Linked DNA regions of Manis pentadactyla: region 1 is linked to region 2. Evidence: chromatin contacts called from public Hi-C data. All regions are on one chromosome and are shown on one strand. The core of a region is the stretch at or near the end of the contact, and the rest is flanking DNA. Distances in the headings are between cores, read along the strand shown.

Evidence for each region. Hi-C and Micro-C count contacts between places; a contact is called where the count stands out from the background.
Region 1: a contact with region 2 is called in a Hi-C map of skin fibroblasts, with 16 times the contacts expected there. The contact joins the promoter of LOC118933045 here to the promoter of LOC118933132 in region 2. A contact is called at or near these places in 2 of 3 Hi-C or Micro-C datasets (fibroblasts and skin fibroblasts).

The regions. Positions count from the first base shown.
Region 1 is chr9:45,010,266-45,017,193 of mManPen7.hap1, reverse strand. LOC118933045 (olfactory receptor 52B4-like) reads right to left here and starts at 4,949. Exons shown (of 1, transcript XM_036927014.2): 1 at 3,987-4,949. The coding sequence starts at 4,949. The coding sequence ends at 3,987.
Region 2 is chr9:44,773,846-44,780,338 of mManPen7.hap1, reverse strand. It overlaps LOC118933132 (olfactory receptor 51Q1), which reads right to left and starts at 2,722. Exons shown (of 1, transcript XM_036927108.2): 1 at 1,757-2,722. The coding sequence starts at 2,710. The coding sequence ends at 1,757.

The DNA.
Region 1 (6,928 bases), core at 3,700-6,199, 230 kb before region 2:
GGAAAAAGACAAGTACCAAATGATTTCACTCATATGTGGAGTATAAGAGCAAAGGAAAAAACTGAAGGAACAGAACAGCAGCAGAATCACAGAACCCAAGAATGAACTAACAGTTACCAAAGGGAAAGGGACTGGGGAGGATGGGTGCGAAGAGAGGGACAAGGGGTAAAAGGGGCATTACAATTAGCACACATAATGTAGGGGGTGGGGGGCATGGGGAGGGCTGCACAACCCAGAGAAGACATAGTGATTCTACAGCATCTTACTACGCTGATGGACAGTGACTAATGGGGTATGTGGGGGGGGACTTGATGATGGGGGGAGTCTAGTAACCATAATGTTCCTCATGTAATTGTAGACTAATGATACCAAAATTTAAAAAAAAAACACAGAATTCCTCTGTTGCATCACTCTCACCTGAGCTGTGCTTCTGGGAGGCAGGTATGGCCTGGGTGGAAGGATAAGCAAGGTTGGTATATTCAGGAACCTGCAAATAGTTCCCTGGGACTGGGTGTGGAGCTCTAGGTGAACAGAAGACAGGCCACAAGAGATAGGTGAGGATCACATCAGCAAGGCTTATACAGGCAGAGAGCTGGGGAATTATCTGGATGATAAGGACACCAGCTACAGAGACACCAGCACAGGGGTGAAGTGCCAGCTTTCCCAGATCCCTCTGGCTTTACTCCCATCGAATCCCCGTAGTTCCCACACTTCCCCAGAGCAAAGCCACAGGGCTCCTTTCTCTGCCAGCCTCTACTTGCAGAACTAATTCAGAAGCCCGTGTCTCCCCAAGGATCAGCGCACCTAAGGCCCAATGCACATGGAAGATAATTTTGTACTTCCTTTAATTTTATTTTGTTGTGAAACTGTCTTGCTGTTTTTTGAATATTCAGCACTTTTTTTTGGTAACAGGATTACTTCACAAAGCTTCTAAGGCTTATTAGCACAGAACTGTGTAATATTGTTAAATATTTCAATTATTAAATTAATGAGCTACTTTTCATTCACAATTTCATTCACTGTGCTCCCTTTTGCCTCTTGTAAAATGATCACTTGCTCCTTCTACTGAAGTTTATATTCATATATTTTATATGCTACTGCATTCTTTCAAAAGGCAAATCTCTCTATATGAGGGAAGACAGCAACTGAAGACAAGAAGGCGCTTGGATGGCCTCCCAAACCTGAAATCCATGGCGCAGCTTTGTGGAAGAGTGCACACTGCCGCAGGTGCCTCCACACATGGCACTAGCTGGTGGCAGTTAAGGAGTGAATGACTCAGAAGAGAAGGGGTGAGCGACACTGCTGATAGGGCCAGCTAGCACAGCACTGTGCAGACGTTCAGACCTCAGGCCCCACACATGCTGCTCCAGCCCGTCAGTGAGTGAAGGAGACCTGCCGGACCTTTCATACTCAGCAGTGCCAAGTGGCACATTTACTGACTGAAGGGGGAAACCTGAGGCCTCTGAGAGCACATGAGGGCCACAGATGTCACCTATAAAGCACCCTGTTTACTTTGGCTTTCCTATCACATATTCAACAACTATAATGCACTCATAGCCCATGTTCAATTAAATTCTAAACTTGCATGAGTTTGTTAAAGGTGACCACTTGGCATAACAGCATGTTTGGTAGAAAAAGAATGTATTTATTTGCTATAAGTATTTCCCCCCACCACACACACTTTTTTGTTAAGACTGATTTTCTCAGAAATAACTGAAACACTTAGGACACAGACCTTACCTGTATGGTCTCAGAGGGAAAGTAACCCAGGTGCAGGGAAAATGGAAGCGCCTACGGCCAGGGTCCTCACCTGAATAAGCTACTAGATGATGTAATTAGCCTACTTCTAGGATAATGCACCCACACCCTAGGCAATGAGCTATTACTGACTGAGACACTATATAAAGAGCTCTACTCTGGGTGGAGGCAGAGACGGAGGTGGATTACGGACCTGCAGACTGCTGGATACAGATGTGAACCTAGTAGCCATGGGGTGATCCACCTACCGCCGTGAGAATAAAGCCGGGTATAAGCCCTTTTATCCCAAGAACATTCTGTTGTCATTTCTCAGTCTCTCCTAATCCATAGTGAACTTTCCCGGGGCAAAACCCGCAGGCAAGGTGTCTGGGAGAAAAACCATCCTTTTCCTCCCACCTAGGGGAGACTAGAGGAGAGTCATCTGAGCTGGCAGGGGCATGGCTCGGGCCACTATGGAGGGAAAACAGTTGTGGGTGCTATTAAAACAACAAGAAAAAACCAGATGTGGGGTTGGAGTCAGGGTCAGGTGTGTGCCCACATCATCTGCAGGCAAAACAGAAGGCCACCAGAGTCTCATACAAATGGGTGCAGATTCTGTGTCTATTCCAGGGAGGATCTTGGGTTTCGGGGTTGAGAAATTTCTGATCTCCATCTGGTGATGGCTCTGGATACTGCTGTTTTCTCATCATCCAAGAACAGTCCTGCAGATTGAAGGTACCTCATGCCTGAGCCCATCCAAACTTTCTACTGTGGACACCACATCCCTAATTATGACCCAGCACAGTCCTAAGGCCCCAGAAGTACAAGATGGCACGATGGCCACATATACTTCCAGAGATCACGGGAAGGAGAAAGCCCTAGAACTGATTCCTAGGGGATGAAAATCCACACTTGGTACCTACTGGTTTTTTCATTTCAAATTCAGATCCCTTCTCTGGTCTTTTCCTGAAAACATAAGTCTGGACAGCAGAGGGTGCCATTGCTATGTCCAGGAGGCTCTGCTAAAAAGGTGATGACCCTTATGTGCACATCTTTTTATGTTTTTGGCATTTTGTCCTATATCCTCTGTAACCAGCTTCTCATCTTGAACTGGGAACCAGAGAATTTCCAAGAATGGAAGGCCTGAATGTCTCTGAGAGTTACTTGATAATAATTCAAAAGAATGCAGGCTGTTTCTCCTAAGCCAGAACGTCAGGCCCTGAAGCCATGGGATGACCTGCATGCTGGGGTCAAAGGTAAACAGACAGAAACCCATTTCCTTCTTCCCAGCGATGAGAGCTGGAGAAAGTGCTGTGTCAACACGGAGAGAGACTGGAGGTGCCCGATTTGGAATCGCTTCCCTCACCAAACGTCACAGGAGATGGGGGACTGAAAAATTGCTGCCAGAGAAGGGATGAGTGCAGAAACTGCATCATCAAGTAGTCCATTAATTCTATTTGCCTCAGTTCAGAAGTACACAAGGGATAGCTGGCAATGAAAAATGCCAGAAGACCCAGGGAAGTGTTGCAACACCATTTGACCTTGTGCCTCACTGGAGGCACAGGACAGGCCCTACTTCCTTCCTGACTGGGGAGCCCATCTCAGTACCGCTGAGTAGTCCTCTGTCACTCAAAAGTGCTAATGAGGACAAGCACTCTGAAAAATGGAGAACTAGCTGGCCAAAGAAAGAAAAGAGTTTCCAGTGAAAGAGAATTACGGCAGATTTAGAAAAGAATATCAAATAAGTGCAGTTTTAGAACTTGAAGATCACTACTTCCATCCTTACAACAAGGAGAAAGTTTAATATCTGTCAAGCCTAGGAGCCACTGATTCTAAGACTGTCATTTAGCTAGAATGGAGGACAGAAGGACTAGAGGCTTGTCTGTGATTGTCTAGAGATGTCACAAGATGTCAGAGCTGGAGAAGCTCAGTGAGGAGAGGAGGCCAGAGCCCTGTTCTCACTTCATCTACTTCTAAAGCTCATGCTGGGGTCATTAGGATAAATGACTTCTGAAAACCAGTCCATCCTGCCCCCGGGTCCTGGCGAGGTGGCTTGCTCAGTCAGATGAGGCGCTGCCCTCTCAGGTTGTTCTGACAATGGGATATTGTAGTAGGAGTTAAGTCCTGCAACATCCCTGGTGAACTTGCCTCAGAAACAGAACTCCCTGAACTCTTTCTAGTGTTTTAGCTGACCCCACCCACCCACCACTTCCACGGACCATTTCACAGATAGCTAGAGATCCCGAAGCTCAGTTCTTAGACCAAAGTGATTTCTGCTTTGTAAACAACATGTGAACCACCTGCTCCCGGATCTGCTTGGCCTTGACCCCATAAATGATGGGATTCAGCATAGGTGGAGCAAGCATGCAGACATTAGCCAACAAGATGTGGGTATGAGGTGGAATGTGGCGTCCAAACCGCTGAGTAAGGATTGTGAAGATCCCAGGCCCATAAAAGAAGATGATGACACAGACATGGGAGCCACATGTGTTGAGAGCTTTGTGTCGAGCTTCTCGGGAAGGGATATTGAAGACAGTATGGAGAATCAGCACATAGGAAACAAATATTAGCACAACATCTAAAACCACTGTTAACATTAGGATGGAAAACCCATACCAGATGTTCACCCGAATGTCATCACAAGCGTATTTGGCCAAGCCAATATGTTCACAAAAGGTGTGTGGAATAACATTATTTTGGCAGAAAGTCAGTCTTTTCACGAGAAATATGATGGGAAAAAGTGTACAAAAACTTCTCAGAAAGATGGTCACACTAATTTTCCCAATCAGTGCATGTGTAAGAATAGTGGTGTATCTCAGTGGGTAGCATATGGCAATGTAGCGGTCAAATGCCATCACCAGCAAGATCCCTGACTCAGAGATGAAGGTGGAGTGTATGAAGAAGAGCTGAGTGATGCAGCGACCCAGGGAGATCTCCCCAGCATGGAACCAGAAGATGGCCAAGGCCTGAGGCACTGTGCATGTGGAGAGGACAATGTCTGCTCCAGCCAGCATGCAGAGGAAGAGGTACATGGGCTCATGGAGGCTGCGCTTTGTGAGGATGATGCAGATGAGCAGGCTGTTCCCAAGCAGGGCGATGACATAGGAAATGAGGAAGGGGATGGAAATCCACATGTGCTGGTCCTCAAGGCCAGGGATGCCCAGCAAGCGGAAGACTGTGTGGCTAACCCCAGTGTGGTTTAAGGAAGTCATGCCTGCCGCAGATGATCTGGGACCTCACTTCCTGTACATAGAGGGAGGAAAATACATATTCTTTCAAATATACTCTTGTGAAGAATTATATTAAGATATTAATACCTTGTTGCTCATGTAATTGTATATTAATGATACCAAAAAAAAAAAGATGTTAATATCTTTGTGAACTCACCAAAGCTTTTGCATATCTCATACACTCCACTCCTTTAAACATGCAAATAACAGAAAATATGCAGAGATGAAAGGATAAGATCTGGGCTCATGTGAGTGACAGCCAATTACACTTATCTCCAGCTAATCAAAATAAGATACTATTGTATGTATTTCACTTTCCAACAGGATTATGTATATACAGAGGAAACCATTATGCATACCTGCAGAGACTACGACAAGGTGGTACTTGAACTTGACCTTGAATAGACTAGCTTATCATAAAGTGAAGAATGAAGAGAAGGGAGGCAGCATATGAAAAGGTGAATATACAGATCAACGCACAGGATGTATGTGATATGTTTCCAGCTCAGGGTGACAGGTGCACAGGGGGTGCTGAAGAGGGCAGGTGAGGGTCAGACAGGCATTTTCCTGATGGTGAAGGGCCTTGATCCCAACTTCACACTTAGAATTCCAACCTTTACACAGGGGGAGCTATTAGTTGTCTTGAAGCTATTAGTTTAGAACGATCACCTTTGAAGGTTTATTGGAACAGTCATGGACTGAAAAGACTGAATGTTAAAAGGCCAGCTGTGTGCCAGGAATAGAATAGATCTGAATGTAATACAGTCACAAGAAATTAAACTAATATCTATTAAGCATCATTTTATGCCAAGGATTATAGTATGCACATTGCACATGTCACTTTATATATTCTCCCTATAGGGTGCAGATGTGCACTCTGGGAGGTGTGTGCTATCTCCACTTTACATCTAAAGAAAGTGAGACTCAGAGAATGTGAAAGACTCACCAAATTTCATAACTAGTAATTGATAGGAATGAGTTTGAAATCTCTCTGATTTTGCCACATATACCTTGCTTACCTGCGAAGAGCACTAAGATAGCTTTCAGAGGTAGCAGACGGGGCTTGTGTGCCTGAGATCTTTCTGCTGCACACATCTCAGGGAGCTAAGCTGAGAAAGGGCTGAAATTGGAAAAAATAGGCATTATTAGTGGGGAGGCGGTCAGAACTTGATATTTGGAAGATTCTTCTGTTGATAGAAACTAACAGGTACTTTCATCATTTACTTCCTAGTATATTTTACTCATGAGCCTCATCATTCAGCAAGTATATTTTGAGCAGTGACTCTTTCAGGCATGTTCTCAAGTCCTAACTGGGTTTATGGCTTGAGAGAATGGTGGATATGTAAGCAGATAGGTTAGTAAAGTATTCCAGTGTAATGGGCTCAGAAGGCACCTTCTGAGAAGACAGCCATGTCCAATCCCATTTTCATCAGAATGAAGAAATGGTGGCAAATAATAAAACACCCTCTTCATGAGGTTTCTGAGGATATTAAATGAAGGAGTATCTTAAAACATCTAGCTCAGTGGCTAAGATAAATCTATGCTCTTTAACATTTCTTCCACTCCAGTTCCCTCTCTTGGTGGCCTTGATTTTTCTTTCTGAGGAGGAAAAGGGTTCCTAGTTCTCACACCTTCTCAGATGTCCTGGCTGCCTCCCAAGAGCCCCCTCCAATGTCTGGCTCAGCAGAGGTGACCACAATTCCCTGCCAGTTCTCAGGGTTTTTCCATGTGTTTCCAAGAGTGGTCCACAGTCTTAAGTAAATGTGTTTTCTGTTTTCCCTTTTCTAGTCTGTAGAGCACTTGCCGATTACTGAAAGACTCAGCTATTTGCCACACATCAGTAACTTCCACTGCTCTCCCCCTCCATCCCTAGACCTCGCCCTCCACTTCTGCCATACCCACCCAGACTGCTGGTCTTTACCATTCTGTGTGCTCACACATCCATAGTCTCCAAGGGTCCT
Region 2 (6,493 bases), core at 1,473-3,972:
ACCCCCATCCAGGGAAGTCTTTAGGGCAGAAGCGGGGAGCAGCTGTACATGCGGACAATTACCATTTAGCCTTCCTAATTCCCTTCTTACAAGGGTTGAAATCACAGTTGTCCTCATAAATGTTCCTATACATAATCTGCAGTGTAACTTTTTGGAAGGGAGAAGGAGAAAAGAATTCACAGAAGTGGAGCACCTGTTAAGCCTAGGAGTAATGGAAGACACACTGTGTTTCATTTGAAACTCTCAGTAGCCTTATGAGATCGATATTATTATCCAAGTCTTAGAAATCCAAAAAATAAATCTCAGGGAGTTTAATAAGCTGGTAAAAGAAAGTCAAACAATTAGTAATGAAGATAAAAAAAGAGATCATTAATGGTGTCATGTGTTCCCTTCAGACACTGGCACAACCCAAGGTTTATTTTACCCTAATGTTGTTTTGGGAGATTCTCAACCTTATACCATGCATTGAAAGAAAAGTCTCCTTTGGTCCATATTCTTACCTATTTCCTTGACTGTTTTTTTAATACTTGAATTCCTGATCCTAGTTTTCCTTACTCTGAGACTGCATTCGTTTCCCATTCTGCAATGTATTTCCCTATGCCAGTTGACTCATGCTTCTCTAGATAAGCATGCTAACTTTTAGACTCTGGTATAGAAATAGGAAAATAAGGGAGGAAAAGGATACTGGTGGAGAGAGATATACCCTTTCCCCATTTGCTCCCTTCCTTTCACCTCCCAATCCTCCCTCCCACTATGCTCCCACTGAAGCCTGCCTATTTTGATCTAAATCTAAGTTGGTCCTACAATTGACTCTCTGCACTATGAGTTCAGTAATTAAAAGCTGTGACCCCAAATTATGGCTGTGCTTCAAATGGATATTTTTGAGAGAGCCTACCTGGTTTCCACAAAATTATCTTTATGATCATTAAGGTCATGCCCATTCTATCACAAATTTTTTAGCATGTAATCCATGATGCCAAAGGGAACCTGCCCGAAGAATATGAACCACATTAAGGACATTAAGGTTTTAAAAACAAAAGTCTGTTCTGGTCAGAAAAATGAGTTCCTGTTTTCACAAATATCACCTGTAGACTTCCTTGACATTTTAATTCTAAATGCTAAGGACCTCTAGCAAGGAAGGAGCCTTACTCTGGCTGTTGGGAATCTAACCACCCAACCCCAATCTTTAGACTTGGCATGTGTTCATTTTGTCTGCTCAAATCATTACAGGTGTTAATTAGGTAAACCTGAATAGTTGAGAAACTTGGTTTGTATCCATTCTCTTTTAAAGTTTTATCACTCTTTTGCAAAAGGAAGTCAGAGCACACCTACACAGGAGGAGATGTCAGGGCGATGGAGCTGGTTCTCCTGAGTGCCCAAGCGGAGCTGCCCAAGGGAGTGGGTGATGAGAGCAAAACGAAGGCTTTCCTTCAGACTTATTTTAACCGTGCCATGGGAAAGAAGATATCTAGAAATGAAGACAAAACTTAAATGGGTCTTTACTCAGTCGATGAAGCTCATCCCACTGGCTGGTAAAGGTGCTAGAATTTAATCAACTCAGGTCTGCCTCTCTTTTGGATGGAATGTTTGCTGTTAGCTCCTCCCAGACAGAGGCATGCCAAAAGCCAAAACCATGTCATACTGTCTTAAAAATAGGATGGGGTTTTATTTTATAGTCTCCATTTCCCAATTCTGACTGTACTCTCCCTGTAAGCCTATGACTCTACCTCCTGTAAAATCTAACAAATCCATTCTTTTACCTTAAATGCATGTTTTTTTGGGAAAGGAGGCTGGTAATTCCCTGGCGGATCTGCTTAGTCTTTACACTGTAAATTATGGGGTTCATCACAGGAGGTGCCAACAGGTAGACACTGGCCATGATAACATGGACCAGTGGAGAGACATGCTTGGCAAATCGATGAGTCATAGATACCCCAACCATGGGGACATAAAGCACCAGCACAGCCAGAATGTGGGACAGGCAGTTGTTGAGGGCCCGGCGCCGCTCAGCCATGGAGGCTACTCCCAGGACACTTCTCAGAATCATTGCATAGGAGAGCACAATGAGCAGAGGGTCCATCACAATAATGAGCAAAACCAGAGCAAGTCCATACCAGCTGTTGACCCGCGTGTCCTCACACACCAGGCGAATCATATCCTGGTGGAGGCAGTATGAGTGAGACAGAAGGTGGGAGCGGCAGAAGGGCAGGCGCTTGAGGAGGAAAAGAGAGGGAAGAACAGCCAGAACACAGCGGCAGACAATGGCTAACCCAATCTTGCCGATGACCTCATTGGTGAGGATGCTGGCATAATGGAGGGGGCGGCAGATGGCCACATAGCGGTCAAAGGACATGGCCAAGAGCACAGAAGATTCCATGAAGGAGAATGTGTGAATGAAAAATAACTGTGCAAAGCAAGCTTCAAAGCTGATCTGACCAGTGTTGAACCAGAGGAGCTGCATGACGGTGGGCAGGGTGGTGAGGGTGAGACCCAGGTCAGTCAGGGCCAGCATGGAGAGAAACAGGTACATGGGCTGGTGGAGGGATGGCTCTTTGCGGAGGACAGCGAGGACGGTGGTGTTGCCCAGGATGGAGGTGACGTAGAGACAGCAGAAGGGGATGGAGATCCAGATGTGGGAGGCCTCAAATCCAGGGATGCCCATGAGGATGAAGTAGAAGGGGTCTTGGGTGGTGTTAGTCTCCTCAGACATGCTCTTTGAATGGAAAACCAAAATATGCGAGTTCCACAGTAGAATCCCATCAGTGTGCTACTTCTATAGAGTCATTGTCTGCTCAATTTAGTATGCAATTATATGTCAGGCTTGGTTTTTATACTGCCCCTGAGCGATGCCCCAGCCAGAGCACTAACACGCAGAATTACAGGTTCTTCTGCTATAAATATCTAATTAAACCGACCTTGTTTTTTCAACTCTCATACCTGCCACTATGCACTAAAGTTTAGCTTTATGCTTTCTGAAACCTTATACTATGGATTCCACTAACTCTTGTATATATGTATATGTTCATTTAAACTTACACATATGCATTTACCAGCTGAAACTTCTCTCATCAATATGTCAAACCCAGAGACATTTTTAGTTCATCTTATAGTTGACACACAGGAAAATAAGATTCAGCTGACCACTTATCTCTATTCAGTTGGATGGAAATATTATTGATAGAGGGAAGCATGACAATGTCCGGGTGTCTTGTTTGTGCAATTCGGTGGCTCATAGTGATGGTTGTTTTGTCTGGAACATTAGAGTGGGAGGAGACTCTGGGAGAAAGATCACAGGTTTGTTTTGTGCACATTGAGTTTGATGTTCATAGGAGCTGCCCAAGAGAAATGACAACTGAGCACATGGATATGAGGCCCCAAAGGACAGAGAAGAACCCTGCCAGGAGAATAGGCATATGGATGGTAGCTGAGAACCTAGAAGTTGACGTTGACAATGTAAGCTAGAATTCAGGGTGAGAAAGGAAGAAGGTCGAAGACATATCTATAGAGAAATGTAAAATTTAGCACTTGGGTAGGTGTGGGAGAAAAGAAAACCCAAAAACTGTGAAGGACTGCCTAGATAAGTGGGTGGAAAACAATGAAAATGGGAATCAGAGGCCAAAAAGGTAAAGGGGGTGTGGCGTGGGCCATGCTGCTCATGCTGTTTGACAAGGTCCAGGCACGAGGAGGAATCCTGAGAACAGGAAACCTCATAGCTGGCCCCTGCTAATTCCCGCACTTATTTTTGCAGTTATGATGTTGGTGATTGGGCTCATATATGGGAAATCTTATGTATTTAAGATTTCTTAATCTTTAGTAAATAACATAACCCAAAATATTGATCAAAGCAGCAATTCCAGAAATGAAAGCAATATTACAGAACCAACTGTTCCGGCATACTGCCACAAAGAAGTGAGGCAGAACCCAGGCCTCTCAAAACTAGATGCAGTTTGTTCCTCCTTTTGTAACAATTGAAACATGATTAACCAGGAGTTATGGTAAACTGGGCCATAGAAAAACCCCCATAGAAAAACCCATTTTTCCAAGAAATTTATATGAAACAGCAAAGTAATAAAGATTAGTAGTCCCCACTGCCCAGGGTCCCCCTTATGTTGCTTATAATATTAGAAGATACCTCTGGTATCTACCCCTTATAGAAAGAATTTATGAGCAAAATAGGAAAATTTATATTTATAATATCCCATATATAAAAGTTTATAATAAATTAATGATAAAATATTATTATAATGGTAAGGTAGTAAGAGCAGATTTAGCGTCATTATATGAAAGATTAAAGAAGACTGCAAGGCTCTGGTGCCTGTGGACACAAGAGGAAAAGTATAAACATCTGAAATTGTGGAATGAATATTATGAAAGAATAAGGTGTTTTTATTTTATTTGTAAGAATGTTGAATGGGTGATAGGAGTGCCATCCCTAGACTTTAGATATAAGCCTAAACCCACATGTGTAGGATAAGATTTAATTAATACTACATTTAATAACCAGAAGACATATAGCTTGCATTTTATATAACCTGCTTAAACTTTACATAGCCTTAGACACATATCTTAAACTCTATATAATCTTACATGCTTATAAGTAAAAATCAGCCCACACGCTTAGCCCACACACTGTCTTACGCCATTTCCTGTCTAGCTCCTAGCACGTAACCTACATCTCTGGCCAAAAAGGTTAAGGGAAAGTTAAACATCAAATGTTACAAGAAAGCTGTTCAAAAAAATGATAACATCTGTAATGAGCCAGAATTATACAAAAACTGAAAGGAAAAAACATTGTACCATCCATGATCAAAGAAAATGTGTAACATTATGTAAACCTTAAAAAGATATAAAAATAAAAACCCTGCTACTTGATGTCAGGAGATGTTACAACCTTAACTGGGTGTTTCGTCTCCTCACTCATCTCACTCGCCGACGCTGTCCTTTCCTTCATGACCCACACCTCGGCTGGAGCTGGACTCCGGCAGGGGAGGTCACCAGTTTAGTGCTGCTCAGATGCTCAGAATAATGAGTACCGGAAAACATCTATTCAATTTGGTGATGTAAATGTTAGCAGTAGTCTTTTGGAAAGGTATTTCAGTAGGGTGATGGGTTAGACCAAATTCCTGTGAAGGGTTGTTCAGTTTCTTTCTGTAGACCATGATTCCAAATGGAGCTATACTGCCTCCAAGTGGATGAATGCAGACTTTTATTTTTTAAATAAAAGAATTGATATAAATTCAGTAAATGGTTATTAATTTTCAGAGTGTTCTGAGAAGGAAAGCTGTGAACTTTCTTTTGGGAAAATATACATATCACTTAGTAGGTTATTACAATTCATGGAATCTAACCATATTCCCCCTAAAGGGTCCATCAATGACAAAGACTCCCTGGAAAATCATTAAACTCAGGAATTTAGAAAATAATACAAAAAAGAATTAGGGGAAGTGGCAAAAAGTATATGAATATATATTTTTTGCATTATAAAAATAAAAGTTAAAAACATTCAAAATATTTTTTTGGAAGAATCAATGTAATTTGAAATCCTCTTGCAAATCTGATCAAGAAAAAGAATTATAGGCAAACATTTTGAAATAAAACCTAATGAGAGAGACAAAACTGCAGGGAAATGACAGAGGCCAATGAGAGGTCACCATAAAATAGGATGTGATAGCAATTATGTCTTTTATGACTGAAACATACATAAACCAAAAGACCAGAGACCAGAACAAAGGTTTCCTAAACTTCTTCACACTGAATCCTAATGGGTGAGGTTAATGTATTTGAGGTATTGTAAACTTACATAATATTCTAAATAAATGCTTCTTAGGGCAGTGCTTGGTCGTTTGTAGATGCATAAAGGGAAGAAAACTCCAGAGACAAATGGTGGGGGTGCCCATTCAAGCCCCCTGTTGGGAGCAGGTCCTGTTATATCTCCAGGAAATGGCAACGGTTGTTGTTACATGAGGCCATAGAGCTTGATACTATGCAACATTTAATCACTGACTGCAACCTTGGTCTGATCCAGGGACTCTTGACACTAATTTTGATTCCTGCATCACTTTTTTTTTTTTGGCACAAATTTTTCATGTATGTGGTACTTCTTCGCTTTTGTACTTCAGTTCCCTTTAGCTTAGTTGGTGTGAGTATTAAGAGAGATATATTTGATTTTGACAGAACCATGATTAGAGATAACAGAGTTAAGAATCAGAAAAAAATGCTACAAAAAATTACTAAGAGTAAAGTAGTGCCATATGGAAAGGGTTCTTGACAGCGAAAACATCAGGCTTTTCTGTGCAACTTCCAAATACTTTCTTTCAAGCTTCGGTATTTCAAACTTCAGTGTGTCCTCCACAAGTATTATGTGTCATAGTGCTATGGTTGAGTGCATTTGGGGTAATCCATGTGATATGCTTATTGCTCTACTGGCAGAGAGCAAGGGACAGCAACAGTGTTTGCAGAGAACTCACTATGGGTCAATACTGTTGCTAGAGCA